Regions from separate parts of the Mus musculus genome. Here region 2 is linked to region 1. Evidence: chromatin contacts called from public Hi-C data. All regions are on one chromosome and are shown on one strand. Each heading gives the region's core, a stretch centred on a gene start, on an enhancer-like site or on the middle of the called end of the contact. The rest is flanking DNA. Distances are from core to core; before and after follow the strand shown.

Region 1 (6,456 bases), core at 3,691-6,190:
GCCAGATATTTCAGGTAATGGATATCTCCTGCCCCACCCTGATCTCTCCAGAGTGATTCAGCAGTGGGTTTCTTCATAAACAAGACTATTGAGACTAGAAGCAAGAAAAATGATGCCTTTAAAAAAATCAACAAGATGATAAGAAAATATGGGTTCAGTATCACCTGTGACTCTGGTGTGCACCCAGCTTATACAGCAGCAAACTGAGCCAAATGGAAGCTCGTCCTTCTGCATGGTTTAGATTTCTAATTCTAGGATAGCAACACTGGCATTCTCACCATGAGCTCCACACTCAATTCAAACAACTGTAGCAACAACAAGAAGAAAAACTCTGAAAGTTATTTGTGTCTTTAACTTGGAACTGACCTTGAAGAATAACTTTTTATTGAGAGAATGCTAGATTTGAGATTCTCATGACGTAGGAGACTTGGCTGGCTGCGTTTTAAAGTTTGTGTGTGTGTGAGTGTGTGTGTGTGTGTGTGTGTGTGTGTGCGCGTGTGCCTGAGGACTTTGGGTGTCCTGCTCTATTCCTTATTGCCTTGAAACAGAATCTCTCATTGAACCTGAAAATAGGATTGCAGCCAGCAAGCCCCAGCAATCTTCCTGTCCCAACTACCCAAAGGTACACATGGCCACGCCCAGTTTCTTCCATAGGTTCTGAGTATTTGAACTCAGCTTCCTCATGCTTGTAGAACAATTTCTTTCACTAGTGGAACCATTACCTCAGTCCATGGATGCATTATAATCAAATGTGGCCCCTTCCTCATGATTGCTTCCTTTGTCTGACAGAGTTTGAGTAGGGCCCTGATCTAATCAATGGAGTAAACCATGGATGGATCCTCATCACCAAATGGAATCTGATCAAAGTTGGGGCCTTGCTAAGAGGAACCGGGTGACCAGGAGCCTGCCTTTGAAGGGTACATCTTTTCCATGGCCCATCTTCTGTATCTCTGCATCCCGGCTACTGTGATGTGAACATTCGCCCCTGCAGCCATGGTCCTCCACCATGTTTTTGCCTTGCTATAGGCCCAAGGGAATAGAACCAGCTACCTGTCCTGGTGTCAGGGCAGTGGGCACTCATGCCAACATGTGGTCAGCGGGCCCCACCCCATTCTCCGTTTTCAGAAACAGGTTTGCACTCCAATCCACAATCTGGTGTTTCTTGACCCTTATGTGCATCATTATCAAAATAGTCTTTTATTTTAATGCATGTTTTTGTTAAACAATCAATTGATTCCCCATTACAAAATAAACCATTTGTTTATTTGTGTTTGCATGTGGGTGGCTATGTGCCAGGTGTACAGGGGGAGGTCTGAGGACACCTTGTAGGAGTCTGTTCTCTCTGAGTACCATGTAGGTTCTGGGGCATGAAATCAGGTCGTCAGACTTGGGGGCAAGCTCCTCTACCTGCTGAGACAGCTTTAATGCCATACACTGTATATTTGCTAATGTATTACATATTGTATATTATGTATTACTATCATTGTTATTATTATTATTGGCCCACTGAGGATTGAACTCAATGCCCCACATGTGCTAGGCAAGTGTTCTTCTAATAAGCTGCACCCCAGCCAGAGGAGGGATCATTCTTTTCCTACTTCTCCCTGAAATCATTTTTGCTCCCTTTGGGCTATATCATGCCACTGAGAATGCATGAGAAGTAATCCTGTTCCCTGTGCCAATTAGTTCATGGCATCGGGGTGGTACCTGGCATTAGGGTGATCCATGGCCATTGGGGTGGTGTGTGGTATCGGGTGGGCAGAGCCTACATGAGTGGCCCCGAGGACACACAGGCAAATTTGATAGGGAAATATATGAAATTCACTTTCTTTCTGGCTAAGTTAATATGAAGGCCTAATGAACTACTACAGTTGTCAGACGCCAGGAGGAAAGAAATCAGAAAAGCATTATCCCAGTAAGTGAGCATAACCCGGGCTGGGAAATGAGCACCAGGTCCCCTTCTAACTGCCTCTCATGTTTACTCTACATGGAGAGTTGTAAGCTGTGTGGTTGTCACCTCTTCTTACTCTGTTGCTAGTTTTGAGTTGGACCTCTTACCATTAAAGAAAAAAAAATCCTAGATGATAGAACAGATACTATTTACTGGATGCGTCCTAAGCTCTCGGCAGTGTGCTAAATGTTCTACGTGTCACTTAACTCTTACTAATCTCTTTAATTAGTGCTGTTCTAGTCTTCACCTGACAGAGGATGGAGGGAAGCATAGGAAGGCTAATTGCTCTACGGTCAGACACAAGAAGAGCCTGGATTCATCCCTCCTGTATCTCAGGGGCGGAGGGTAGAAAGCATTCTCTCTACTGCTTCACGGTCAATATAATCTGCGCTGCCATTTTACTGCAAAGCACTTGAAAAAAAACCATTTTTTAATGATCTTTCTAAGATAGCAATGAAGCTCAGAGGTAGAGTCTTCACCCTAGAATCACCAAGGCCCTAGGTTTCGTGCATGCAACTGCCCAAACAAACAAACAAACAAACATCTTCACAAACGATCAAGCAATCTAGGTCTGTGGCTCACCCTGGGATACTATAGTTCTCCTAGGGTGGAAATTGTCTTTTTTGTTTTGTTTTGTTTTGCTTTGCTTTTTAAATCTTAGTTCTCCATAGGACAGGAGCCTTTAATGTAAATGTCATATTTTTTCTCTGCTTATGACAATACTTATAAAGCCATCATTATTTGCCTGCTCTTATTGACCGGGAGGATGAGAGGAGCTCAGTTAACACCCGTCTTACAGGGGAGAACAAAATATTTGAGCAGCTTACCCTTTCAAACTGCTGTTGTGTTTAAGATGAATGATTGATGATTCGTGCTATATATTTGTAATTTCAGTGCTTGGGAGGCAAGGACAGGGAGATCCATGGTGCTTGCTGACCAACCAGCCTCATCTAACTAGCAAGCCCCAGGCTAATGATAGCCCCTGTCTCAAAACTAAGGTGGACAGTATTGCTGAGGAGTGACCCTACTGGCCACACGTATGTGTGCACATGTACCACATGCCTGCATATGTGTGTGCACCCACACGATCATGAGCACGTACACACAAAACATTTTCAAAATTAAAAAGAGTAACTACTGGCCGATCAGCTAGAGAAGCCAAAGACTCTCCGGTTTTTGGAATCGTCATCTCCGAATTGCTCAGTAACAGCATTAGCAGTAAGCCATAAATCCACAGAATCCGTGGGGAGTCTGGGCATGGAGCCTGTCTGATTGGCTACAGTATTTGTGCTTTCCTTTTGAAAGTTCCTCAATATTTAAAAAGAAAAGGCGGCCCTACGTGATGGGGCTGGGGTGGGTGTGTTTACTCCCAACCAAAGTGAGCAGAGACTTCCCAAGAGAGAAAAGGACTGAAAGATAGACACACGTCTGGCTCCAAAAAGCCAGGAGTGCAGTTTCTGGTGGCCAGATGGGCTATGGGCACAGCTCCCTAATGCTCTCAAGCCCCATCGGGCCTCCAGGGCTCTCAGTCAGTGAGCCTTGCTAAGTCTATTTCAAACATATTACAGATATGTTAGGCAAACCAGGAACACTGAAACCACAGGTTAAAATGTGTGTGTGTGTGTGTGTGTGTGTGTGTGTGTGTGTGTATAAACAAGAATAGCAAGGGAACATTCATTCCTGAGAACTCTTGTAGTCTGTCCTTAGTTGGCTTTTATTCTATCTGGTTGATGGAAGACTATGACTTTTCAAAAATCAAAGCTAGAGTCGCATATGGGACACTCTATGACAGATATAGTTCAGCCCTATTAGGAATAGGGTCAGGTTATGTGTAAGGAATTCAGAGAACTGTAACAAACTATCCCCAGGAAAGAAGCCCAGGTATGAATCTTCATAATTCAACAATGCAGTTTTTATTCTTTTATCTTAAAGGTATCCATCTCCCAGTCAGAGTACTTTTATATCCATTTACTACTGTTCACAAAAATCCAGGCAAGTTGCAATCCCAGAGAGGATGAATGGTCTCCTCATTGGGCAAAGTTGCTGCAGATTTTGCCTGCAAGATGGGGCCAGCCAGCAAAGCAATAAAGAGGCTGTGTTGTGCGACAGATTAAATCCAAGTGTAAGCATTCCAGCGCTCAGCCAAGCCACCCTTCCCTTCCCTAGCCTGTCAGCCTCCCACAAAGTGCTCCCAATCCGCCGCTGTCCTTCCGTCCCAAAGCCAGGCAACACAGAATCAGCTTTTCCTGGCTGTGCCCTGGAAGCAGGGGCTGCCTGGTGGAAAAGTGCAATAAAATCAAGAAGGAAGAAGACAAATTCACTAAGACATGCTCTGACAGCAAGCAATGACGGGAAATCATAGCTTCCGAAATGGCCACCTCCAATGAAATGAAATGAAATAAAACAGAAATAATCCTCTCAACCTCAAAGTCGCTTTCCACAAACGACGTGTTGCAAAGGCTATAAGCCCCTTTACTAGTGCCAGCAGGAACCTCCATCACGTTATAATATATGTTTGCTTGGGGTGGGGTGGGGGAGCGGATAACTCCCAAGTGCCCCCATGCCCAACTGAAAAAAAAAAATTATCAAGCCACAGTTAGCTAGAGCTGCTGAGGGCTTGACCCAAGCGCTAAGCTCCCCGCGAGGAGTTGAAAACAAAGATATGGGAAGCCTGAGGTTATGAAATCATACAGGTGGACCGGTCCTCAGTTGAGCGCCGGGCATCCCCGCAATGGCCCCAGGGCGCCAGCTCCTGGGCTCACCTGGTACACATCCCGCAGCCCGCACCACGTCCGCAGCACCTGGTGGCAAGCCCGCAGCCTCTCGGTGTACCATCTCCGCAGCGTGGACACGGTCAAGTTCCACACGAAGCGGCTGCCGCTGAACAGCAGGTCCTCCACTCCGCACATGAACACCGAAGCCATGCCGCTGCTTTCCCTCGGAGCCTGGATTCCGCGATCCTGGGCTCGCCACGCTCTGCTGTAGCTGACAGCCCCGGGGGTGGGGGGTGGGGGGTCAGATCTGCCACTGAACTCGCCTTTCACTGTGTGTCCCGGCCAGGTTGGGGCGGCATGCCCGGGGATTGGGTGCCCGCCAGCCAACGGCTGCGACTGGCACGGAGGCTGTGTCACCCCGCCCGCCCCCACCCAGCGCCAGCTTCCTAAGCTCCGCCAGGCCAGCCCTGGGTGCTCCCTGGGCGCGGGAAGCCCTGGCCAGTGAGGACTCCCCGCTGAGCTGCTCCTGGGCACAGGGCCGCAGGCAAAGCCCAGCAACTCTTTGCAAGCCTAGTAGGGAGCTGCATTTCAGCGCGCTTGCACACACACACACACACACACACACACACACACACACACACACAGAGAGAGAGAGAGAGAGAGAGAGAGAGACACACACAGACACACAATCACACACCTAGACCTAGCCCCGGGACACCTGTATTTTACTCTTTAAGGTCGCTCTGCCTTGCATCTTGCTCTGTCCACACCTCAGTGATAAACACCTCTGGGGAAGCTATAGAAGCAGAAGACCGGGAAGAAAAAAAAAATCCTGCAGCATCTCCCTTTAGATCTCACTCCCGAGAGAATTGTGCGTGTTTTCTTGGCTCTGCTGAAACCAGATGAAGAGCCTCAAAGCAACAGTGTGTACGCGCCTCCAGCCTCTCTTTGCTCCTAACTTGAAGGTCTCCAAGAAAATGCCAGCCTGCCTTGGCCACCAGCAAAGCAGGTTCCCTGATACCCTCGTGAGGCCAGTTTCAGGGCAGCTGTGGGCTCAGAAGAAAAACAAGGCTTCTTTGATCCTCTGGCAAACAGCATTCAGTTAAGACTCCCTAGGAACCAGAAGCTTCGAGAGAGGATCCCTGGTCAGTTTGTACAAAATTCTACCTCAGGATATACCGGGCCACAGATGGCATCACACATCCGACGGGGGAGCTCACTGCTCAAAAATAAATACGAAATAAGTACATGAATAGAAAAATAAAAACTCGTCCTCAGCTCCAGAAGCCCTGGGACAATTCGTGCTTTTTAAGGTCTCCACAGGGAATGATAAGTCTCTAAGGAGTTTGAAAAGGGAATCTAAGAAGTCCCACACACCCGAGTCTGTATTTTTCCTTGAGAATGTTTGCACATTGCAGTCCCCAGAATCCCATCCCATTTCCAGAGCAAGCTCACTGCAGCTGGGAAGCAATCCTAATTACACTCACTGGATCACGTGTACACAGACGTCTCTACACGAGAGGGAGGGGCCCAGCATCAAGGGGCGGAGTCAAGAGAAGGCAATGGGATGATTATGATCAAATGACATTATCCATGTGTGAAAGTGTCCTGAAGCCCATTATTATATAATTAATACATGATGATGAGGAGGAGGCGGAGGAGGAGGAAGAGATAAACAACCTACTGCCCCAGATTTCAGGATGGAGGTATTTCTCTCTGAATCTACCTTGTTGGACAATGGTGAGCATTTCATTGGTCGACTCACACCTGTGCTATTGTCTTTGCTATTAA
Region 2 (6,216 bases), core at 1,303-3,802, 33 kb after region 1:
ACGAACTTTAACCAGACTAGCACATGGAGATGGGGTAGCACCCGATAACATGTAACACCCCTCTATGAAGGCCCACTTTAAACCTTCCCACGGGGATTTAACAAGTGGTCTACTTTCATTTCGGTACAGCAATTCATTGGCTGAATTGAAATAGAAGACAGCCCACAGGGCTCAGGGAAAAAGAAAGTGGATATCAGTAAGCCCAGGGATGGGGGTGGGGGTGGGGGTGGGGGTGGGGGTGGGGGTGGGGGTGGGGGGGAGGGGACAGATATGTGGAGGAGGACAGCCTGTGGAGGACCATTGAAGCCCCAGCATCGACAGCCACAATGCCAGAGACAGACAATGACAGAGGAAGTCTGTGAAGGAAACAGGTTCAGGACTGTCCCCCTCCCAGGCCCTCCCTCCCATTGTGCCTCTCACTGAGTCAGCCTGGAGAGGAAGAAAACAGAGACTGTCATTCTCCCACACACACCTCTAACTTATCCCCAACAGGGAAGGAGAGGAGGCTGAGACAAGTAAGACACAAGCAGGCACCCATCCCCCACCTCCACACACCCAGATGCTCTGTGGTGCCCTGCCACCCCCATTCCCCACAGCAGAGAATTCAGTCAGGCTTCCACGGAGAAGGCATACTTTCAAGGACTGGTGTCAGCCTAAGATGTGTCACTTAGTTACAGAATGGCAGGCTGTTGGTATAGTACTGTTGGTAGAGTGCTTGCCTGGCATGCAGGAAGCCCTGGGTTCAGTGCCTAGCATAGCATAAACTGGACACATGAATGACCACAGCACTCAGGAGAAGGAGGCAGGTAGATCAGAAGTTCAAAGCTATCCTCAACCACATAAAGATCTGAGGTTAGCTAGGACTGCATGAGACCTTGTTTCAAAAAAAAAAAAAAAAAAAACCCAGATGACTTAATGTCTCTGGACTTTAGTATAGGGTTGAGATACAGGGTGATGATGACGATGATGAAGCAGGATATATATATATATATATATATATATATATATATATATATATATATACACAGACACATATATATACATACATATATATACACACACACATATATACACATATATATGTGTGTGTGTATAATATACATATATACTTACACACACACACAATAGCTAGGCACAGGAGTAGCCAGAAAACACAGCTTACCCTCTCAGAACACGCTCTCTCTACATGTTCGAATTTTCCACAAGAATCCAAAGTTCTGACCTTTACAACAATAGCTCCTTATCTTTCAATGATGGCGACAAGCTCAGCCTTCAGGCAGTTTGTAATCTTGAATCTACACGGGTAGCCAGGTGTCACGTGTGGATACTTCTATTTAATTAAATATGAGCAAACATTAATGGCTCAGTCCCACCCGCACGTCTCAGGAACTCAGTGGTCACCCATACCATGGGCTGGCATACTAGGGAAAGCAGGGCAGGACAAGGCATAGTCACGGCAAGCTCTCCCGATGGCCCTGGTCTAAATGGGCTCCAGGGTAATGGTCAAAGTCAAGACAAAACGAAACAGACTTAACCTTTAGGAACACAGCTGCAGGAAATTGATCATTAACCCGAAGCGCTCACACACTAGATGATGAATTTAGTCAACTTTGTGGGAGCAAAAGTTCCGTCTACTCATCTCACCTCACAAAGGCAGCAGCTGACAGCACAAAAATCACACAGGCCCGACTTCGCTTCAGCAAAATTTTATCAGGAACCAAACTGTGAATGTTATATGGTCCTCATAGGTCAAAGGAATAGCTGCCTCCACTTAAAAATGAACGAGCCTGTCTCATCCTACCATAATCCTCAAACAGGCAGCTGTATGCTGGGCCCACAGGTAGGCCTGTGGCCTGCTGACCACTACGTTGTCCTGGAAACATTCTGATGACCACAGTGGGCTGCAGATGGGGGAGTGGTGGAGTCTGGGCACACCAATTTAATACCCTGGCTAATTCCCCGTGTGAGTCCTACACTTAGCCAACACTGATCAGCATTGGAGGGAAGGACTTTCGTCAGCACAGGCAGTCCTCGGCATTCACAGACTCCAAATTTAGAAATCTGTCCACTCTCTCAAATGCATTTGTAACTCTAAAATCAACACTTGAGGCTGTTGTCTGATCGTTCTGTGGCTTAAGACAAGAAAACGTGGGTCTTCCAACACACATGTTTCTTGCTGAGGTGTGACAGGGAACTCACTGTTTCTAGCTTCAGCTTTTATGATGTTGTGTCTGTCTCATGGCCTGCGGCCTAAGGACCCCATAGGATAGATAGCTATGCAGCTAACACATTTGTGGACCTCAGCATCATGTCTGGATGTCAAAGCCTGGGCGTTACCTCTAGTCCGAGTGTGATTTATACACTCTGGTTGGTGATTTTGCTGGTGTTTAAAAGGAATCCCCAGAGTGGAGATCTGCAGAGTTGGCTGTGTGTGAGTATTTGTGTCCCTCACCCCTTAAAACACCCGTATTGAAACCCAATCACTAGTTAGGTCCCAAAGACAGACCCCTCCTCATGAATGTAATGTGTTATAAAAGCAACTACCAGTAGAGGGCAGCACTAGATGACACCATTCGTACCTATAAGACCTTGCCAGACACACAATCACCTGGTGCCTTGACCTTGACCTTTCTGCCTCCAAACTGTGGGACATAAATTTCTGTTCATTATGAGTCTTCTGGGTTATGGTTTTGTTTTAGAACAGTGTCTAAGTAGAAGGCCATGATGTCCTAGAGAGAAAAAAAGGAGGCAGGCCACAGTAAGAGACAGGGAGATGGGTGTGTTGATAAAGGTGACTCGGGGCTATGAAGGAAAAATTTGTGTGAAAATCCAAGCCCAACCAACCAAACCAAACAAAACAAAAACTATCTCAAATAATGAGACTTTAATGACATTTTAAAAAGATTCACTAGACAAACTGTTCCCTCCCCCCTCTGTCTTGTAAATTGCATTTTAGGTTTATTGAGACAGGCTAAAACTAGGTTAAATGTTGGATTATTTCATGATGTTATGTTTCTGTAATTCCATGGTTCCGATTTCCCACATAGAAGGGCTGTTGACTAGAATATAGCATAGAGAACTATTAAAACAAAACTTCACTTAGAGTTAATTTACTTGTGAATTCACAAACTGTTATCCAAAGAGGGACGCACCTTGGCCTAACAGTAGCAGGACCCCAATGGAGACTGATCGGACGAGCATTTTTCCCCCTTGCTCCAAATGGTTAAGACAGATGGGAGAGCATCTGAGTGGCACTAAGCCCCAGTGAAATGTAAATATCCACGGCACAGACCACCCAGGGTTTGCCTGGAGACCTTTGTTTAGCTACAGAGTATGATTTTCAGTTGCAAACACTGCATAATGTACTGGTGCTATCTTCTGGAAATTCGTCCTGTGGGGTGGTCCAGCAGGGGAAGTTATCTGGAAACGGAAAAGGATGTTGGGAGATGATGCAGCTGAGAGCCAAGGCCCGGCCAGAGCCAAAAAAAAAAAAAAAAAAGTCAAGTTCATTTAGCAAAATGCTAACTAGGAAGTCGGTGTGTCTTTGGGACACACACTCGAACACTCATCCCTTTCTTAACCGTCCCCTTCTTTTCCTAATTAGCTCCTCCTGGCCAGGTGCCATCTTTCATTGATTACAGAAAGCAATCTCCACTTTGTCGCTCTTTATCACAGCCTTGGCTCCCTCCCAAGTATTTTTTAAAGATGACAGCACTTGACAACATTTACTATGTGCCCGACCTTCTTTATTTTTCATTATCCTAAGCACTTTAACGTGAATCCATTTAATCCTCACTCATTTGGGGTAAACACAGTCACTGCCCTGTGCGGTTTTCTAGTAAAGGATGGCACAGAGATATCTGTGAACTTGCTCCAGGTCACACAGCAAACAGGCTTTGGAGCCGGAACTGGAACACAGAGTCTTCCCCCTTAACCTCCGTTGCCACACGAAGCCTCTGTAAGTGCCTTAACATAGGAGGGACTGCAACAGCGGCTGCTTCCATTGGTAGCAACATTCCACCCACTATCTTCTCATTCTCCTTCCTTCCTTCCTTCCTTCCTTCCTTCCTTCCTTCCTTCCTTCCTTCCTTTTCTTTCTTTCCTTCTTATATTAATGCTTAATTTACATTTACCCTTTCAAATGGACAGATTGTAAGGTTTTGACATGTGTAGGCATTCGCACGCCCATCACCATAGTTAAAACTGAATAGCACCTCAGAGATGTCCCCATGTCGCTTGGGGTCCACCTTGTCCCCACCCTAGCTCAGAGACCATGAGATTTTAGCCACACACCCACAACTCTCAAAGGACCCTTGAAGAGTATCCAAGAACAGAATATAGATAGGTTAGAGAGAATTACATCTTTCATTGTCACAATCTCCAACTTAAGTCCAGCAACCCCTTTAGTTACTAATGGGGGTATCAAACGCTAGTTTCCCTGGCCGCACCACCCCCAGGAAGCCCAGATCTGTTTATAACACACATCAGGTACTTAAGTGCAAAACCTTGCTTATCCTCCTGGCAGCTCAGCAATACAGTAGCCACAAGATCCGACCGCAGGACTCACATTTTATCTTAATAAAGTAAGCACCATTGGAGACCCTTTTTATGGCACTAAATATCAATCACATGGAAATATTCATTGTAGAAATCAGCCAGAGTGTTTATATCACAGGCATGTTTAACATTTAATAACTTTACTTCAATATAATTTAAATAGGTTTTTTTTGTTTTGTTTTTTGCCTTTTGTTTTTTTGTTTTTGTTTTGTTTTTTGTTTTTTGTTTTTTTCAGAGGAGGGATGCTTCAGCTTTGCCACTTTGCTGAAAGGGATTTGCTTTCCCTGGGAGAACTGATGGATCGGGAAAGAAAGTCGTTGGTAACTTATTCCATTGTGACAGGTAATAAAGAAAATGTGCAACCACGGGAAAAAAAGCCTTTCCCAGCTGAAGGTAGTGTTTTTGCTGAGTGTGAGATACAGACTAGATAAGGTTCCTTTGCTGCGGACACTGGCGGAGGAACTACAGATCCTTATCTTGAAATTGTTGCAAGCTGAGCTGTGCTCTAAGGCTGGGAATCGCTACTGGGAGCATCAAGCGTTGCTCAACCGCGCCACCTGCCGTTTACGTGAGAATCTGCACGGACTGCAAAGACGCCTGCAGGCTTTAGCAACTGCCAATGGGGCCAGGGGAAAGAGGCAGGGGATCAAGGAGGGAGTGTGACTCAGTCACAACACCAACTAAGCACAGCAGGCAGAAGCCAAGCATTCATGCTGCCCAACTATTTGGGATTGCAGGTTGAATGTCTCCAAAAACATCGAACGCAAAATCCTTCAAAACATGAGATCGTTTGAGCATCAGCTGTGGAAAATTCCACGCCACAAAACTGTCTCACATACAGAGTTATTTAAAATACTGTATAAAATCACCCCAGGCTTGTGTATACTGCATGTAACGAACTGCATGGGAAACATCAAGGGAACCTATGTTTAGATTTGGATCTTTGTGCAAAGAGTTCATTAGATACATGCAGCTTTCCCAAAACTAAAGAAATAAATCTAAAATCCAAACTGCACTGTCCTCAAGCCGTTCAGATAAGGAACACTCAGCCTGTACTTAACTACCTGGCTTGGATAATGAAGATACGTTTTCTTGCCCTTCAGTTTGTCAACTCCAGATTAATTTTTTTCTTTCTTAGTTATGCTAGGGATGGGAACGGGTGATTTTCATAAGATATACAAAAAAGAAACTATATGTAAGGAGAAACTCCTTGATTTCACTGCTAATAAAAAACGAACACTGAACAAATGAGGTACTCCCCCACCCCCGTCATAAATCAAATGATCCCAGGAAGACACAAGAACCGATATATCTGTCAATTACCTTGAGTCCCCATGTGAATGTTCCTAGTTGGAGTTGAAGTGGCTTCCTTCAACTGGAAAAGGCACATCTAAGATTTGCTGAGGAACCCTGAGTTAATTTCCGAAGCTGCTGTCTTGAGGTAAAGCTGAAAGAATGTGTGTATAATCCTGAACCACAAATTGTGCTGACTTTATCTCTCAGTGAGGGGCTTGGAAAGCAACGGCTTTTTTATCCTTCCCTTTGGACCTCCTAACTCCCATCTTTGATGTGGAAGATGGCCTTAGGCATTCCGGGAGAGGGAGGTGTGTTATTGCTCCTTAAGACACCCACTACTTCTCAGCCTTCACAGAGCTCTCT

What was found. A called contact is a pair of places that touch in the nucleus more often than the background predicts.
Region 2: a Hi-C map of rod photoreceptor shows a contact between it and region 1, with 4 times the contacts expected there. The contact joins the enhancer-like site here to the promoter of Frmd4b in region 1. A contact is called at or near these places in 11 of 484 Hi-C or Micro-C datasets (Sertoli cells, cerebral cortex, embryonic stem cells and 4 more) and 4 of 115 datasets of contacts at active chromatin or transcription factors (CD8 T cells, bone marrow-derived macrophages, embryonic stem cells and 1 more).

What each region holds. Positions count from the first base shown.
Region 1 is chr6:97,482,880-97,489,335 of GRCm38.p6, forward strand. It overlaps Frmd4b (FERM domain containing 4B), which reads right to left and starts at 4,941. Exons shown (of 23, transcript NM_001346637.1): 1 at 4,714-4,941. The coding sequence starts at 4,875.
Region 2 is chr6:97,518,214-97,524,429 of GRCm38.p6, forward strand. All of the region lies in intron 1 of Gm46970 (a long non-coding RNA gene), which reads left to right. It also overlaps a transcript of Frmd4b not described here. Among named protein-coding and RNA genes, the nearest start is that of Gm46970, 25 kb to the left of the region's middle. Within about 2 kb of position 2,553, at least 17 of the 459 cell types and tissues checked have an H3K27ac peak or open chromatin away from gene starts, as enhancers often do. A contact at or near this core is called in embryonic stem cells, liver and rod photoreceptor, where this site is marked.